Regions from separate parts of the Mus musculus genome. Here region 1 is linked to region 2. A link is a contact called in public HiChIP or PLAC-seq data. All regions are on one chromosome and are shown on one strand. The core of a region is the stretch at or near the end of the contact, and the rest is flanking DNA. Distances in the headings are between cores, read along the strand shown. Region 1 overlaps Sik3 (SIK family kinase 3). Region 2 overlaps Bace1 (beta-site APP cleaving enzyme 1).

Region 1 (2,700 bases), core at 162-2,661, 330 kb before region 2:
CAGATGTGGCCACTGCTGACACTGGCTAGACCAGGTCTCATTTTATATGAGCTCAAGGAAATGAGTCCCCTTATCATCTTGTGGCAAAGGCTGAAATGCTCCCTGGATGACAGCTCTGAGCTCTGGGTCAATCCAAGAAGCTTCACTCAAAAACACTGGTCTGGGCCTGGAGAGATGGCTATGGAGGTCCTGAGTTCAATTTCCAACATAGCCATCTATAATGAGATCTGGTGCCCTCTTCTGGCCTGCAGGAATACATACAGGCAGAGCACTTTATACATAATAAAAATAAATAAACCTTAAAAACAAAACAAAACAAACATGGTTTGTAACAAACATGATTTATCAGAGACTAGGAGAGCCAAATTACAGTAAATCAAATAGTTTGTTTTGTTTTGTTTTGTTTTTCGCTGTGAGATGGTCTCATTATGTAACCCCGTCTGGCCTCCAACCTCCTATGTAACCAATGCTGGTGTCCAACTCACTTATGTTCCTCCTGCTTCAGCCTCCTGAGTGCCGGGATGACTGGCTCAAAATACCTTTGCAAACTAACCAGAAGTCACTTGATCTAGTCATCTACAAAATAATAACAAGAGATTATAAAGCCAATTGGTTTCCTGAGTGTGTCCAACCATCGGTGGGGAGCTACCTCTCACTTTAATAGTACAATGCCGAAGCGACAGGAGAGTCTACAGTTAAGTAGTAAGTCCTTTCTCAACTTTCCTTTTTTTGGTGGGGTGGGAGGTTGGGACATTGAGACAGAGTTTCTATTATGTAGCCCTGGCTGTCCTGGAACTTGCTATGTAGAGCAGGCTAGCTTTGACCTCACAGGATCTGCTTGCCTTTGTCTCCTGAGTGGTATCCACCACCATAAGACCAACGTTGTGATTCCTTCCATATTTCATTCAAAATTGTCACTGAAAAGACATGTAATTCCTGCCAGGTGCCTCTAGGTTCCAGAAGATGCAGCTGTGTAAAACACATCTGGTTGTTTTAGGCCATAATAAACTAGGTAGTTAAAACCCACTCATGACACTCATTAGCCCATGACAAATGCCATGTAACAATATGTGACCTTAGTTGATCTCAGGACAGCTATGGAAGAACACTCGTGTCTAACAAGCTTTGACCTACTATGAGAAGACAACTTCATCCCACAGTTACTATAGAAACAGTGTCCATCTTCAGAGACTGATCTCCCAGCTGGAGACACTCTGGAGTCTGACTTGGCCATAAAAGATAGAGGAAAGGATCTTCTAGTGTTTCACAGGCTAATGTGGAAAGCTCTCTCAGCCCTGACTGAGTTTCTACATCTTTTCACAGAAATCAGTAAGCTCAGGCCAAGGTGGTGACAGCAGAGAACAGGTCTTGTTTTTCACCCACACTGCCCTCTATAGGAAAGAGACAGAAGCACAAAGAGGGAGAGCAGACCTGACAGCTTCGACCTCCACAGGAAGAGCTAATTCCAGGTCTAGTGAGTCACAGCTATGCCCAGAGACAGAAAGAGGACCCCGGGTGAGACTCTCAAGTGTACTTCCCTTGAAACTGAACTCCATGATGCTTGAAGGAATATCCTATGATTTCCTTTTCCTCTGTGCCTCACCATATGGATAGTACCAGCCTCTGATGAGTCTTGGGATTCAGGTCTATGGTACAGGATAAAGCTAAGCACATGCACATCGCTGAGGATGAGAACGAGCATGCAGTAAGATGGTGACCGCCAGCTCTTTTCCTCCACTGGTTCTTGCTTTCTGTGCTTCATCTTACAGAGCATTGTTTCATTCACTTGGGGAATCTCCTCTCCGGGATTATACAGTATCACTATTTGGGACAATCACGCTGCCATTCTCAGAGCCTTTCAGCACTCATGATAACTCACTAGGAGCGTGGTTTCAGCAGCTAGGTTATTTGCCAGGAGCTATGCTCAGCAGCCTGCTTTGGGGAGGCCTGAAGAGCCTTGCATGGTCTGAGAGGCTGGGGTGGAAGATGGAGGATATCCAAACTCCTCACAGGAAATACTGTGGACACTGGAAAAGCAGAGGAAGTGGTTTATTGACCTGCCCCCCCCTTTTTTATAACAGTGAGGTTGAGCAGAACAATACAGCATCCGAGGAGTGGCTGACTGGGGTGAACTGTGTGGCTTTTACAAGGCAACTCACTTCTCTACACGTCACGGCAAGCAGGAAAATAGTATATAGTAACAATTCCAGAGCACAGCTGCAGGGTTTAAAGCAGACGAAATACAGGAAAATACTTCACAAACTCTAGCCTTAGAGAAATGTAGTTATTTTTGTGTGTATTTAAGGGTGGAGCAAGGACTGAAACAGGATCTCATGTGGCCCAGGCTAGACTCAAACTCACTGAGCAGCTAATGACCTTCAGTTCCTGAGCCTCCTGCTTTCACCTCCCAAGTGCTGAGATTAGACACGCACAATGTAATTTCTTGATATTGTTTGAGTGAGAGTATTTCCTGTGGAAGGGCTTTGGTGGGCCGTACCCACCCCCACCCCCGTAGACTGTATTTTTAACAAACCTGTGTATGAGTTCCCTCCTTTAATACATCTTTATGAGTTTAGACACCAGACACTACCCCATGGCCTGGGAATATAGCAGTGAACAAAACTTATCCAAAACCGCTCATCCCTGCCAGCTAATGATGACAATGATGACGACAACAACGACAATGATGACATGGGAGGT
Region 2 (3,005 bases), core at 68-2,567:
TTGAGCTGTCAGAGAAAGGGGAGAGAAAAGACATTGCAGACAGACGGCTCTGGACCCACCGGCCTGTGGTCCTGGTGGACCTGTCCACGGAATAAGAGCAGCCAGGCCGACAGCACTGGCACCAAGGCCACAGGCAGACTTTGAGGGTCCTCCTGAGCCTCAGAGACTGCACTTGCGTCTGTCTGTGACATGCTAGTGTTTCCTGTCACCTGATCGTCACTATTTCTCTCTGCCATCAAGAGGCCTCTGCTGCGGCTGATCCACTCCATCTGGCACTGGCAAGGAAAGATGTGTGGGATCAGTGGGTAGGGCACATTGGTACCCAGGTGTGTGTGGGACTCCATGCCCCACACCCATAATGTGGTTTCTCCTGAGTTACTTAAGCTTATGTGTGCCATCGTCAGAAAGAATGGGCATCCAGGAGTGCCATGGCTGAGAGTGGACAGACAGCTGTGTCTCTGTCCTGGCTGTGTGTGCACAGCTCTCTCCTAGCACCTCTACTAATGTGTCCCCCGCTCTACTGCTTGTGATCAACTCCTCTTAATGAAAGGAATCATATTCTTTTCCTTTTCAAAGAGGATTGGACCATCCTCTTTAAATTGTAAAAACCAAAGAGAACATTACACTCATGAAAAACCCAAATAAACTCTGTATCTTCATTTGCTTTCAATTACCTGTGCTCATCACTGATTTTAGAAGTCGCTTAACTAATAAAGGAAAAAAATAGCAGCCTCTTCTGTTTGGTTACCCACCTTGGTAAGGGTTGTTCAGGATTTTGGTTGTTGTTTTAAAATTGTTTTTCAAACCTGGAGATGCCTTCTAGGTCAAACTGGTTGAAACCACTGACCCTGGACTCCCAAAAATGACCAGATGATATCACAGAGCCAAAACCGCTGTCCGCAAATCCTGCCAATGTATGCATCCTGTGATGAGTCATGAAGTTTATGCATGTGCAGACTGTCCCTCATTTCACCTTTCCTTACCTGCAGTCACTTTCCACTGTGACTTGTATTAGCTTCCACCATGGTGACACCTGCCTAAAGCAACTTAGGAAAGTGTAAAAATGTATTTTGTGTCTCTGGTTTCCTCCTCCTCTTCCTTCTTTTCTTCCTTCTCTTCCTTGCCTTTTTTTTTTTTTTTTAAAAGAAGGGTCTCCTGTCACCCAAAATGGCTCTTGAGCTCACTTTGAAACTGAGAGTGACTTTGATCCTTTATTCTTCCCCAACCTCCAGGATGCTGAGGCACATGCCACCCACCGTGTGCCTGCCCCTTCCTCCCCACCTCAACTACATAGCTTAGGGTTTCAGATGTTTCAGTCTGTGGTCACTAGGCCACATTGCTTTGGTATGTGTCAACATAGTACGTCGTGTGACAAAGGGGACCTGCCACCGCAGCCAAGAAGCAGAGGAAGAGGAAGGAGCCAGAGTCCTAATATCTCCTCCTAGAGTATACCCCCAGTTACCTGACTTCCTCCCACTAGCACCACACTGAAAACACATGGTCCGTTGGGGTACAGTTTAGATCCAAGTTATAGCAACCCTGTTTCTTTATCACACAAGCATCCTTCAACCTGATCTTCTCCAGAAGCCAGCTTTAGTCTGAGGGTTCCTCACCTCCCCATTTAGCCACCTCACAAATGAAATTAGCTTTGTAAAACTAACTATGAAGCAGAGTGCATACATAGCAGGCCAGGTGCAGTCAGACTCTGATGGCCTGACCCTGCCCTCAGCCACACCAGACCGTGATGTTTTTGCTGTATAGGAGGATCAGGGAAAGGGCCCTGTCCTCAGGAAAACCCAGCAGCCTGTCATGGACTCTCTCTGCCCTCTCTCTCCCTGCACCTCAGCTTTCCCAGTGGCCTTCCCTTCCTTTCTCAGTGAAGTCAGCAAAGCTCTGACCTAGTCACCTTGCGAAGGTCACCATGGTCATGAGCTTGTTTTGTCCCATCTGCCAGGCCCTTTCCTGGCTTCAGGGCTCAGCAGTGCCCATGGGCTGTGCTGGCTGATTCCAATGCCAGCTTAGGTTTTCTGATCACCCCCAAAGCCTCCCCTACATTGATGGCCAAGCCGTGAATCCTACCTCAGACCTCCTCTCCGGCTCCCACTCCTGGCTGGGCTCCCATTTTCCTCCCTGCCTGCTTCTCCCCACCTCTACTTCTGTGCCTCTCCCTGGTTTCTGGGCAGCCACCAGTTAACAGTGGCTGTGCTTTTAAAATAATCGATAGAGCCTGGAGGCTCCGCATGGCAGATTTCAACCAGCTGGGTTAATGGTTAAAAGGCCTCACCCCGCTTACCGGGACCCCTTTCTGTACCTTTAGGGCTTAGCTTTGAGCACCAGAAATGGGTCCCCTCCTGACACAGTCCCTGTAACCTGTTCATGGGAGGGACACTACTTGGGATCTGTGTAAAGGCTAGCTTGAGCAGATTGGCCACTTCTTTACACTAGACTGAAACCTCTATCCAGGGACCCCGTTGTCCAGGGCCTTTTCCTGTCTCTCCTCTCTTCAGAGTTCCTCCTTCTCTACCACAAGGTCCTGAGCCTTGTTTTCTCTCTGGTCCCAGTCTGACTCTTCCACCTGAGGAAGGTTTCTCTCAGACAAACAGGGCTAAGGCCAAGAAAGAACAACTTTCCTCACTCCTGGGCCCCTCTCCTTCCCCAGCCTGCCCTTTTCCAGGGCTTCAGACTCCTATCGCTCTTGCCTCTCCCTCTCCACAACAAAACAGGAAAACGTTGAGACTCCCTCCGCAGCAATGTCTGGCTGCTCCTGCTATGCATGTGGTCCTGCTGCTGAGAAATGATTTCTGGAGCTGTCTTTCAACATTTCTAACTGAGCCCCTTGGGCAGCTCTTGGCAGCCTCTCCCTTTCAGTTTGGTGCAGGCCTGAGGCAGGAGCTGAGCCACCCAGTACTCTTACTGCCAAACAAGGCAGTTAGTGGTGGTGTGGGGGGGGATTAGTTGCAGAAGCCTCCTATCTCCTGGGCCCTGAGCCCACTCTAGTCTTGTTA

Evidence for each region. HiChIP or PLAC-seq counts read pairs in DNA pulled down with a chosen protein or histone mark.
Region 1: a contact with region 2 is called in a FOXA1 HiChIP or PLAC-seq map of pancreatic cancer cells. The contact joins two enhancer-like sites. A contact is called at or near these places in 1 of 39 promoter capture datasets (hematopoietic stem and progenitor cells), 3 of 115 datasets of contacts at active chromatin or transcription factors (embryonic stem cells, memory CD8 T cells and pancreatic cancer cells) and 1 of 9 other capture datasets (adipose tissue).

The regions. Positions count from the first base shown.
Region 1 is chr9:46,184,097-46,186,796 of GRCm38.p6, reverse strand. All of the region lies in intron 6 of Sik3 (SIK family kinase 3), which reads right to left. Among named protein-coding and RNA genes, the nearest start is that of Apoa1, 43 kb to the left of the region's middle. Within about 2 kb of position 1,411, at least 57 of the 459 cell types and tissues checked have an H3K27ac peak or open chromatin away from gene starts, as enhancers often do. A contact at or near this core is called in memory CD8 T cells and pancreatic cancer cells, where this site is marked.
Region 2 is chr9:45,849,888-45,852,892 of GRCm38.p6, reverse strand. It overlaps Bace1 (beta-site APP cleaving enzyme 1), which reads right to left. Exons shown (of 9, transcript NM_011792.6): 2 at 1-5. Among named protein-coding and RNA genes, the nearest start is that of Bace1, 13 kb to the right of the region's middle. Within about 2 kb of position 1,317, at least 119 of the 459 cell types and tissues checked have an H3K27ac peak or open chromatin away from gene starts, as enhancers often do. A contact at or near this core is called in memory CD8 T cells and pancreatic cancer cells, where this site is marked.